2 separate regions of the Danio rerio genome follow, and region 2 is linked to region 1. A link is a contact called in public Micro-C data. All regions are on one chromosome and are shown on one strand. The core of a region is the stretch at or near the end of the contact, and the rest is flanking DNA. Distances in the headings are between cores, read along the strand shown. Region 1 has its middle 18 kb from the start of si:dkey-8e10.3. Region 2 has its middle 89 kb from the start of pim1.

Region 1 (6,548 bases), core at 2,447-4,946:
GAAGAATGTTGGTTGACACATTGACTTTTTTAGGACTTTTATAAGAACACCAACCAGCATTCCTCAAAATAACCCTTTTTAGGGGTGAACCATTTCTTTTATTTGACTGTACAGTTGCTTACATTTTCAATAAAATGGAAAATGCATAATTTAATAGCTTTAGGTAAATTTACATTACTAGCTAAGTAGTATTTTGATGAATCAACAGCAATTTAGAAGACATTTGTAAATATTCCTGTAATTTAATAAAATCGTAATGCTGTATGTATGTATGTATTTATGTATGCATGTATGTATGCATGTATGTATTTATTTATTTAAAATTATTATTTTATTTCATTTTATCATTATAATTGTTTAATACATAAATCCAGCCTCGGAAATAAGCTTTACATTTCAATTCACCAGCTGTTTGAACAAATATTGAGTAAATATAATTTATATATTATATTTATTTTATATGATAATTATTTATCCTTTGAAGCTCTGATAATATAAGAATATACTGGTGTCTTGTCATATTGTAGTTAAAGTGAAAAAAGTCCAAACAAAGTCAAATAAAATAAAAGTTATGTGACTTTATATGTGCCGAATATATTTTTAGATTTGTTTCCAACTTCAAACATTTTGTATTTCAGAGCTTTTTTTAATATATATTTTCTTGTTGTTGGATTAGATTTTGGATGGATTGTGATGCTTTTTATATAATGTGAATATAAAGATATTTTTTTGATTGTTGTTGCAGAAATGTGGATTTTCCCCTCAAATACTGCTTTCTCAACTCTTTAAAAGTTAAGTTAAATTTATCTAAAAAATTATAAACATACCTGAAAATGTTTATTTTTGTTAATGTTATCTAGACCATGTGATATTTTATGCTCCAAATGAATACATTTTGTTTCAAACGAATAGACATCTGTAGTTTGCGAAATAAATCTATATTACATCTATTAGCAGTCTACTGCAGTTATCAATGTATCTTTTTGTCGAAAGAATCATCAAATCTGCAATATTTTCAATAAGGATTATTATACAGATTCTCGGAGCTGTTTTCCATCACCTTTGAAGGCTATAATGTTTATCGTTAGTCTTGGAGTTATTGATGATCTTTTTTATATTTAGTTGTAAAATGTACTGGCAGATACTGTACAGGTCAGTATCTCAGTAAAAGTGTCTAGTGACTGGACTCTAGAGACCCGGGAGTCGCTGGAAGATAGATTGAAGTTTGTATCAGCTTTCACTATATCATATAAAAAGTGTTAACGATCTGTGGAAATGATCATTAAAAGTGAATCCCATTACGTCTTCAAATTATATTTCTGTATAGAGAATAAATAATGTACATGCCATGACAAACATTTTCACAACTTTATAAGCACGTTTTATAGACTGCGATTGGGAAAAAATACAATAATGGTAAAAATAAACATCCGTCATTTCTAGTTGCCTGGGGTCCGTTCTTCGTATGTGGATTACTCAGTTAGCTGGATTTGGATATTGACGATTTGACACGATCCAGGATCGTTTCGTTCTTCAAAGCTGATCCGAGAGTTGTTGTCATGGCAACAGATCTGCTAGGTCAAACCTGATCGGGAGCAGGTTCAAATCATATAAACAGGATTAGATCGGGGGTCTGTTCTTCGTACCTCGCTTAAATGATCTAAGATGATTTGGCAGATCCTGGATCTTTTAATCTTGATAACTGATCTCTCGCTAATTTGGTTCTCCAAATAAGTTCGCGAATCAGATTAGAATATCTGGATGAACTGATCTGAGATCGCTGCGTTTGTTGTTAAGGACAGATCTATCGATCCTCGAAATCATGATCAGCAATGCAACGATTGGCTGACGGCACAGCAGCGTAATGACATCATCTGATAAATATTCAATTATCCATGAGAGCAAAATTACATCAAATTAGCAGTAAACGGCTTGTTAAATATGACACGCAGTAACTTCACATTTGTTGTGAGCTGCAGGCTTTACACTTTCATTTGTCAAGACAAGAGTATTCATCATGTATTTCAATGCAAATCAATGTATTTAGTTCTTCATTTAGAAAAGATTTTCTTTATTATAGTAACCGTTTTTTAATCGGTGTAAAGAATAACTGGTTGTTTCCAAAAGCATTTTGATATTGGTAAAGGCGTCTGCAACTTTTGTGAAGCATCACTGGCATATTAACTGTCAAAACATGTTTATGACTGCATATATGTATTATTGCTTTTAAAAAAAGTCACACATTGTGCATTTCTATTATACACAATTTGTACTAAAGCGATCTAAAAAGTTCATATCAATAAGTTTTCTCTTTGCACCACCAGGTGGCAGTCTTTGTATTTTCATTTCGAGGGTGCAGATTGCATACGTTTTATTAATATGTATAACTTTATTTATTTTATTAATGACTATAACTTTTATATATATAGTTAAAAAATATTTACTATTTTCCCAAGTGTATATAACTTTTACTGTAAGAAAATATCAGAACTCGGTACATACTTTCTGTATTATCTTTGCTTGAACTGAGCCGATCTAATCCTGTTTATATGATTTGAACCTGCTCCCGATCAGGTTTGACCTAGCAGATCTGTTGCCATGACAACAACTCTCGGATCAGCTTTGAAGAACGAAACGATCCTGGATCGTGTCAAATCGTCAATATCCAAATCCAGCTAACTGAGTAATCCACATACGAAGAACGGACCCCGGCTCAGTTCAAGCAAAGATAATACAGAAAGTATGTACCGAGTTCTGATATTTTCTTACAGTAAAAGTTATATACACTTGGGAAAATAGTAAATATTTTTTAACTATATATATAAAAGTTATAGTCATTAATAAAATAAATAAAGTTATACATATTAATAAAACGTATGCAATCTGCACCCTCGAAATGAAAATACAAAGACTGCCACCTGGTGGTGCAAAGAGAAAACTTATTGATATGAACTTTTTAGATCGCTTTAGTACAAATTGTGTATAATAGAAATGCACAATGTGTGACTTTTTTTAAAAGCAATAATACATATATGCAGTCATAAACATGTTTTGACAGTTAATATGCCAGTGATGCTTCACAAAAGTTGCAGACGCCTTTACCAATATCAAAATGCTTTTGGAAACAACCAGTTATTCTTTACACCGATTAAAAAACGGTTACTATAATAAAGAAAATCTTTTCTAAATGAAGAACTAAATACATTGATTTGCATTGAAATACATGATGAATACTCTTGTCTTGACAAATGAAAGTGTAAAGCCTGCAGCTCACAACAAATGTGAAGTTACTGCGTGTCATATTTAACAAGCCGTTTACTGCTAATTTGATGTAATTTTGCTCTCATGGATAATTGAATATTTATCAGATGATGTCATTACGCTGCTGTGCCGTCAGCCAATCGTTGCATTGCTGATCATGATTTCGAGGATCGATAGATCTGTCCTTAACAACAAACGCAGCGATCTCAGATCAGTTCATCCAGATATTCTAATCTGATTCGCGAACTTATTTGGAGAACCAAATTAGCGAGAGATCAGTTATCAAGATTAAAAGATCCAGGATCTGCCAAATCATCTTAGATCATTTAAGCGAGGTACGAAGAACAGACCCCTGATAACAACAACAGACCACATTTAGTTTTTAAATGCAGTACAAATAACAACAGCGGCATCTAGTGGTTGAAGATAAGTTTCACACATGTTCCAGTTCGGTGGTATCGAGAAGGGTATAAACGGAGGTCGGAGTCAGCTCCAAGTGGGTGGGCCATGGAGCTCCAAGTGGGCTGTGCAAACCTTATTTAGTCGTACTTAGAGTTCAATATTGAGCTTTATGAATGTGTACACCTAACCCTAACACTAAACCCAACCTCACAGAAACCTGTTGTGTTTTATGAACGTCTACACCTAAACCAAACCCTAAACCCAACCTACTTGTGGTTTAAGTGATACCTACTTGTATAAGCGATACCTACTTGTACTTTCAATGTATTGAATATTTTAATTGATGGCTTATCCTGTGTTACATTCAAAACACCATGGAACGTATTGTGTTTGGTTTATTTTCTCCCTCTCTTTCTTTCTGTTACCTGTTTCTCAGCTATACAATTTTTAACCTCTGAACTTTTTGAACAAAACCTTGAAAACAACATGTTCAACTTAAATTAAATGACAATCTTCACTGTTTTGGTGCATAGATTTAAGCTTAGACTCATTTTAAAGAAGAAACTTGTTAGTTTATTGCTAAAGTGAAAAACGTTCAAATAAATTCAAATAAAATACAAGTATTATGTCTTTAATTTTATGAAATTTATATGTATATGTATATGAAAGTTGATTTCTCAAAGCATTAGCTTTCAGTAAGATTTTGAATGGCAGCAGTACCAAACATGACCACCAGATGACATACAGTTTTCATTGGTGACCATTTAAGAGTGCCCCTGTTTTGTTGTTTGTTTTGAGGAATATCAACCATACTTTTGACAATATAAATATAATAAAGTGGACATGAAATTCTAAGGTAATATGACAATATTGGATGCGTTTGATTTGAATTCAGTCTCTCTCTAATAACATTTTCAAAAATGTTTACATGTGGATTGCTGTAGCAAAGTAATGCTCTTTAAATCTTTGTTGCAAGTTAATACATAACTGTTGCTCAGGAATATCTATTAACATTCAGCCACCAAACATAGAAACTTGAAATGTTATACATTCAAATGATATATAGTTTTCATGATTACTCATGACTACATATGACCAAAATTCAAAGTTGAATATATAGCATACCTCCAGTGTTAAGTGATCCATCAAAAATCATTCTAATATGCATCTTGCAGCTCTAATCATTTCCGATGCTCAATCATGGTCATTATTATGGTAGTCAAAACCATTTCTTTCTGCATCAAATTTTTGCATTTTACTTTTCAGGATTTTTTGAGGGGTAGAACACTCAAATATTTGATTTAAATATTTCTTTAAACAATTGTTCTGTAATATAAATGTAATTTTGAAAGAAAAACAAAATTCTCTTGATAAGATGATGAGATGTTTTTGATCAGGAAATCAGCATATTAGAAGGACTGCATAGTAACAAATAACACTGTATGCTGTAATATTTATTAATAATTGTACAATAAAAGAACAATAATATCTGAAGTACAATAAAAACAGCATAAAGAGCTTTAAAAAACAACAAAAACTAAATAAAATGTCAAGCATGAATTATAATAAAATGCTTACCTATAATAAACTTTTTTTATTATTTTTTTAATGCAATATAATTGATAGTTTTGTATATTTAATGCTTATTTTATGTAATTTGGAGAACTTTACAATTTAATGTTTAAATTATTCTTTCTAATTAAAATTAATTTAATGGTTAAATTTCAATAATGAAATTGTAAAAATATTTAAAATCATTAAATCTGTATAGTAAGTTTTATTTTAATTTAAAATGTACTTTTTAGATTTTATTTTCTCTTCTACCCAAACACAGGGTTTGTATGGTCCTGGAAAAGTCATGGACTTGTCAAGTAATTTTCAAGACCTGGAAAAGTTTAAAAAAAAAATAATAATAAAATAAAGAACAAACCCAAAATGTTCTAAAAAAAGTCATGGAAAGTAAATCCTATGAAAACAAAAGCCAACCTTTCTAAAAGAATTTTATAAAGACAGCAATATATTTTCCGAAAACTATTTTACACATAAAAATAAACAAAATACACATAGATTGTCTTTTTTATATGTTGTTATAAGATTAAATTATTTTTTTCACACTTTATTTAACATACATGAAACATTAAGTCATAAATATTTGCCTGAAAGTTTTGGAAAAGTCCGGGAATTTTTGTAGTATGATGTAAAATGTGTATATGAACCTATGGTATGAACCCTGTAAACAGCAGCGCTGCACTCTCCGCTCCAGCAGGTGGCAGAAATCCTCCATGTGACTGTTTACCAAATACCATGAAATGGAAAAGCAGGTGCACTTCACACAACTAAGCATCTCTGCAGCTTTCTTAGGAGTTGATGCCACAACCTAAAGGTAAGAATAATGATCAAAGTATAATCAATCCACAAACTCAAAGATTGTTCATAGATGACACTGAGATTTTTCAATCAGCATCTTCTACCAGATCATTATTTGTTAGGCCACAACATCCAGCATATTGTTTTCAGTCAGAATCATGTTTTTTTCCCCCTTTTGTTTAATGATTCTTCTTGAAACTCTCCTTATATGAAAGGAATTTGAATTTGTAAAAGAAAAAGAAGAAGAAAACTAAACAATGAAGTAAATATATGGCCTTTTCTCTTTCTCTTCTAGGCTAAGAGCCACCAGATGCTGACATTTCAGAAAGAGGAAGTTCATTCAGTGAAAGCTTCCGTGGTGTCGGGAAAGTGAAATATGAAAGTTTCGGTTGACCAGAAAGAAGAAGTCTACCACCCATTAACTGGAAAAGACCCCCTCGCTCCACCTAGACTTCAGTTCCACATATTTCACAAACAATAGCAAGTCTGAGCGGCTGTATTTACACTGCCTGATGGGA
Region 2 (6,548 bases), core at 2,137-4,636, 150 kb after region 1:
GACTCATACTGAATAAACGTGCATCATAAATCAGTAATGCATTACTCTAAGACACATTATATACATCAAATATAAAAGCATACAGTGTAATGTCCAATATATTTATGAGCCCAATAGCTCTTGTTCGCACTGATACAGCTGGTGTCTGGGTCCAAATACCATCAAGGGATTACATAACCCCTTTACAGACTAAATAATGTAATTCAATTTTTATACGATCATCATTTTTTAAAAAAGATTAAAAGGAATGCAATTATTACAGAATGGCCTTCCACTGACCCCAGCGCTTTGTCTTTTTACCAAATGAGCACAAGCGTAATCTGCACCTGTGGCAGTAAAATATGAGATATATGTGTGCTGATCATCAGAAGTAGAATTTTCGATTATGAATCCATATGTGTGCGGAACACAGTGTTTCTAACGGCGTGCATAATATCTCAACAGCAGGTAGAGTTTTTCAAGAGAACCTGCTGTGCAAAATAACTGCACATTCAGACGGCCAAATGGTGCCCATTTGAGACTGATGGGGGCTGGGAGAGAGTAATGTCTGAATCGAACATTCAGCCCTGCCAACATCTTACTAACTTTTTTTTTCTCCGGTCAGAAAATCTTTCTCTTGGAGGAGCCGGAAGGTTTCTTTATGTGCCGATCACAGTGTTGTTTTTTAAACTAGGACTGAACTGAAAGGTTAGAACTGGGGTGCCCAAATTTTTTCCTATAAAGAGCCCAAAAAGCTAAATCCATTGAGGGCTGTGGGCCAAATAAATATACCAAACCTGTATATATTAAATTTGCCATGGGTAATTTCCTAATTAATTTGGTAATATTTTGAAAATAACTAGAAAACTTTGCTTTAAATCATATTAACTAATGTAGTATCATTTGTTACATCTAATAATCAACTTATTTTAGTAAAAAAATTAACAATCACATTTATAACACAACGAAGTTCGATGCGAAAAACACTGGTCGAGCTGCTCCTGCTTTTACCTTGATTTGCTCACAGATATCGTATGCATTGTCCTCTATCTGTACAGTGACAGTATTTACATTTTAAAAGTCTGATTCATTTACAACATTTAACTGAATCATATAATTTCAGTTGGCTTTTTTGTAGGTTAGCCATAAAACAAATAAACAAAGGCTTACGTTAATTTCGAAATGTCAATCTTCGTCAGAGGAATTCACCCCAACCACCTCACCATCATTCTCCCTCTCTTTTCAGATGAGATGGCGGGCCAAATCAAAGGTTACCATGGGCTAACTTTGGCCAGCGGGCTCTACTTTGGGCATCTCTGGGTTAAAATACTCATTGGAAAGTGTTACTAGGGGTTAGTACTAGGGTTGGAAATCTTTAGGGACTTTATTATTGCTCTAAAATCCGTTTTTTTTTTTAATTGTCTGTGTAAAAAAACTACTACTTTCCCCCCCATAAACACAATATATTTTACTTATAAATATTTAAAATATTTTAGAACAGTAAACAGTAGCGCATCTTTAGATATCTTTTTTTTGTTTGGATATGAAGGAAGCCACTGCGCTGTTCAGATCTACAGCATGCTTGCATGTTGGTTTATAAGCGTTTTGTTTTTCAAATGTTTGGGTCTTTTTCTGCTGGAAATACAGTTCCACTAAAACTAAATAAAGTAGTAATATATATATATATATATATATATATATATATATATATATATATATATATATATATATATGTAAAATTAAAAAAAATGTTAAATAATGCTAAAAACTTGCATAAATTGTTGAGTTCAGAATTATTAGCCCTCCTGAATTATTAGCCCACATTTTTTCCTTAATTTCTTACGGAGAGAAAAAAAAAATCAACACATTTCTAAACACAATAATTTTAATAAGTCATTTCTAATGACTGATTTTTTTTATCTTTGACATGATGACAGTAAATAATATTTGACTAAATATTTTTCAAGACACTTCTATACAGCCTAAAGTGACATTTAAAGGTAACTAGGTTAATTATATATATATAATTATATATATATATATAATTGCTTTTATTCTAGCCGAAATAAAACAATAAGACTTTCTCCAGAAGAAAAAATATTATTATAAGACATACTGTGAAAATGTCCTTGCTCTGTTAAACATCATTTGGGAAATATTTGAAAAAGAAAAAAAAATTAAAGAAGGGGTTATTATTTCTGACTTCAACTTTACATTTTCATTATTCTTTTTCTCTGATCAGAAAACCTTTACTGCTTAGTAAGGCAGAGTGGTTTCTGCATGTACAGATCATGCTGTGCTTTCTTATACAGATATGCAGGATAGAGCTGAAAGGTCAGAGTAAAGAGAACATGAACTGAGATCACAGGCATCACAATGAGCTCAGTGTGATTGCTTTCATTTGGCAGGAGTTAAAGGCCACAAAATGAGGGTGGTCAATTAATTTGACACACTTGGTGCTCTTCAAGCCGACTGTATGCTTTTGCAGTCATTTTAAGGGATTGTGAATATGGGAAACGCAAGGCGAGATTTGCTTTCTTTAGCAGCGCCAAAGCAGGTGGAGCTGAAGTAAACAGTGACTAAAGAGCTGTGTGTGTGTGTGTGTGTGTGTGTGTGTGTGTGTGTGTGTGTGTGTGTGTGTGTGTGTGTGTGTGTGTGTGTGTGTGTGTGTGTGTGTGTGTGTGTGTGTGTGTGTGTACGCGTGCACGTGAGTAGTGGGGATGGGCTCTATATGTTGGTAATTGCGCACTGGGGGTGGGGCGAACATAATGAGTTGTGTGAATGTGACTGTTGTATTCATGTATGTGTGTGTGTGTGTATGTGTATGTGTATATATATATATATATATATATATATATATATACATATATATATATATATATATACATACATACATACATACATACATACATACATACATACATACATACATATATATATATATATATATATATATATATATATATATATATATATATATATATATATATATATATATATATGTGTGTGTGTGTGTGTGTATATATATATATATATATATATGTGTGTGTGTGTGTGTGTGTGCCCAGTCCAGAGGTACTGTCCCCAACCTCCCTGTGATATTGCATAGAGGTGTCAGCCAAGACAGCCCCACAATATCCAGAGACCTAAGTGATGCATATATACTGTATGTGTTATTTGTTATTATATGTCTCAAGATATTTTTTACAATTACCTTAGTGATCTGTTTCTTTATATTAACACATACACATTCTCACTTAGTTTATTGGTCCATTGGGTTGTCATTATCTATTTGTTTATGAATCTCTTAACTGTTCGCACTCATTCCAGGTTAAGTGTTATTACACAACCCAGTGATTTGCTGAAAGCGGCCGCAGCTTAATCAGCACTCAGTGACCTCTGCATAAAAAGAGGAGTGTCTGCGCTGCTGCAGGTTTGCAGAAAATTGAGGTTAGCAGAAAATGGGTCACTGTAAGGCTTCAGCGCCAGAAGCTGGAGGACTGGAAGCAGACGCACACTGATAATTAGCTGTTTGAGAACAGGAGACAAGCGTGTTTCGTCTGATGCATTTCGAGCTCTGACATTATTGGCGTAAGGGTTAACCTGCTTGTAAGCAATACCCATTTGCTTGAGTGCTATTTTGGTTGGAACTCTAGAGAGGATCGGAGCGCATTAAATCCTGCGGTGTTGCTGTTACCTCAGAGGTAACTGAAGTTCAGCTCACACTGTTCAGCTTAGGAGAGAGAGCCCGCCAAGATAAATTAGAGATTGTGATTATAATGCCGCTCAAAAAGCATCATAACATTGGTCTGTATCGAAACATTGCTTGCCCTAGTTATCTACACTGTAAAAAGTGATTAGTTACTTAAAGCGAGTAAACAAATTGCCTTAAAAGCAACAAGCTGACTTTACACAACAGTAAACCAAAAAAAAGTAAACCCGTCGTAACTTGGAACTGTTAAGCTGACTTAATTTTCATAATTATGCTAATTGTACTCACTTTTTAAGAGTCAACTAATCCCTTTTTACTGTGTCAGATTATTTTAACACATCTGCTTTCAAATAATTATGGTAATTATCACAATATTACATATTTGGTGCTTCTTCATTAAGTCTATAAAATCTACAAGTATAGTCTGCATGGAATTTAATAGACAAACTGGAGTCTGGAAGAGCAGATTTATTTTACTGTATGTTATTTTGCTTGATACAGAAAAGCTGAAAAATATATAATAAAGTTGTAATGAAAAAAATAAACATTTTTATTTTATTTTAAAATAAAAATGAGTACAATTAGCCTAATTATAAAAATGAAGTCAGCTTAACAGTTCCAAGTTACAATAGGTTTCAGCTTGTTCCTTTTACAACGCAATGTCATGGCAATTCGTAACTTTTTGATTCAGTGGCTAATTTGTATGAATTCGTACAATCTAATTCGTACAATTTAGTACGATTTGTTCATCACCCAATGATGCTTGGGGTTAGGGGTGGGGTTGGATGCCACGCCTCCTTTTTAAAATCATACATTTTCATATGACAGAACTCGTACGAATTAGCCAATAAACTGACAAAATGTAAAATACTTACGTTTGCTCGTGAGATCAGGCTGGCTTTTAAGGCAATTGGTTTACTCGCTTTAAGTTACTAAGCACTTTTTACAGTGTATAAATGCTGGGTTCCACACAACTCCATGTTGTCCCAACATAAATCGATTAAGTTAACTTAATTGTTTTTATGACTTTACAGGGATTAAACATAAACAAGTTGTCCCAAAAAAAAAAAAAACAAAAAAAAAAAACTCAAGATTCATGTTGATTCAGCTTATTTAAATAAATGCTGTAGATGTTTGTTTTGCGAGATTTAAGTGCATCAAAATTGTATTTAAAGTGTAATTACATTTGAATGTAACATTTCATAATTACAGTAATTACATTTGAATGTAAACACTGTAATCACAGTAAACCTCGATTATAAGGCAATTGAGGCACTTATAATTGTCATGAACTTTTTTTCTAATCATTTTTGTCATTTAAATTGAATTCAGATGCAAAAACCCCTAAGTGCTGTCCAGTGGTGGAAATAGTAGTGAAAAATCATACTTAAGTAAAAGTGCCATTACTTGCCTAAAAATGTAGTGCGGGTAGAGTAAAAGTATCTGTTGTAAATATTACTCAAAGTATGAGTAAAAAGTAGCATTTTCAAAAGTACTTGAGTAGTGAGTATTACACGGTGAAAAGCTGATGCATTTACATGTCATTTGTGAATGTGTGTAAACGTAACATTCTGTAGTGCATTTAGTTATAGCTCAGCAGGCACACAACGTCAGAAGACATTAATTTTAGGTTATGTTTGGGTTGTAATGTCAGGTGACCAAAATTCAATGTCTAGCCAATGTCTATATAATTTATAATATAATATAAATAAATACTTTGGTAACACTTTATTTTGATGGTCCACTTGGGTATTAGTAGACTGTCTGCTTGATACTGCTCCTTTTTACTGACATTTAACTGACTGTAAGAAACTTTGTAGGTACATGTCAACTTACACTAACCCCAACCTAACAGTCTGTTTATGATTTAATTAGAATTAATTGGCATGTTGATGCAATGTAACTTAAATTCAACAAACGGACCATCAAAATAAAGTGTGACCAATACTTTATTTATAAAGTAAAAGTATCTATACGGCACATTTAAAAACAGACACAAGACTGACCAAAGTGCTGTGCATAAAGTAGATTGAACATAAAATTAAGTTGTCTCCAAAAAAAGTCAAAATTTGTGTTGTTTGGGCTCATTTTTGGACCAAAAAAATTCTTGAAATGCTTTAAAATGTAAAAAAAAAAAAAAAAAACTTTAGAAAGCAAATGTGAGCTGTGGAAAATGCCAATTGATTGCAATAAAAGGCAATGTTAAGATAAAATGTTGCTTAATATTCCATAAATATATCAAGCTTTCCTGAATCTACTCTAAAACACCTTTGCAAAACCTTGACGGTATGCTTAGTTCCTGCTTGCATATCCTACATAATGATTATATAACAAAGCAGACTTGTAACTGCCATCCAGAGTGGCAAGAGTTTTACTTTTATTTTTATCCCATAGCAGAAGCTCACAATTGCATCAGTTACATCAAACTTCACAGAGAACTGAATTAATATTGTGTCAAACTTTGACCACTGCATAAATATACACCAGGATATCTTCTGAATAATGCTATATCACTTTCATTATATTGTCAAGAAAGTTATGTAATAAAGTTAACATAAGCATAACAGACATGACAAAGCCTTTGTGTTCATGTCAAGCACTGTCGGTTTCACTTTTAATAATTTATGCTTGGTGTTTGTAGTAAATGAATGGCATTAGTGTATTTACTTTTTGCATTCATGGTCTATTCTGAATACAAATGTGGTGAATTAAAATACATATTTACTATGTTTGTAATGTGTGCAGGTCAAAGACAAGAAGTGTAATGCATCAAAATTGTAAAAGTGTAATGTAGTTAATTTTTTTCACTTCATTAGAAGCTTTATTTTGTTTTTATTTATTTATTTATTTATTTATT

The links. A called contact is a pair of places that touch in the nucleus more often than the background predicts.
Region 2: a Micro-C map of caudal fin shows a contact between it and region 1, with 5 times the contacts expected there. The contact joins two enhancer-like sites. A contact is called at or near these places in 1 of 18 Hi-C or Micro-C datasets (caudal fin) and 1 of 4 datasets of contacts at active chromatin or transcription factors (caudal fin).

Annotation. Positions count from the first base shown.
Region 1 is chr8:11,627,210-11,633,757 of GRCz12tu, forward strand. No RefSeq gene overlaps it. Among named protein-coding and RNA genes, the nearest start is that of si:dkey-8e10.3, 18 kb to the left of the region's middle. Within about 2 kb of position 3,697, at least 7 of the 62 cell types and tissues checked have an H3K27ac peak or open chromatin away from gene starts, as enhancers often do. A contact at or near this core is called in caudal fin, where this site is marked.
Region 2 is chr8:11,779,560-11,786,107 of GRCz12tu, forward strand. No RefSeq gene overlaps it. Among named protein-coding and RNA genes, the nearest start is that of pim1, 89 kb to the right of the region's middle. Within about 2 kb of position 3,387, at least 14 of the 62 cell types and tissues checked have an H3K27ac peak or open chromatin away from gene starts, as enhancers often do. A contact at or near this core is called in caudal fin, where this site is marked.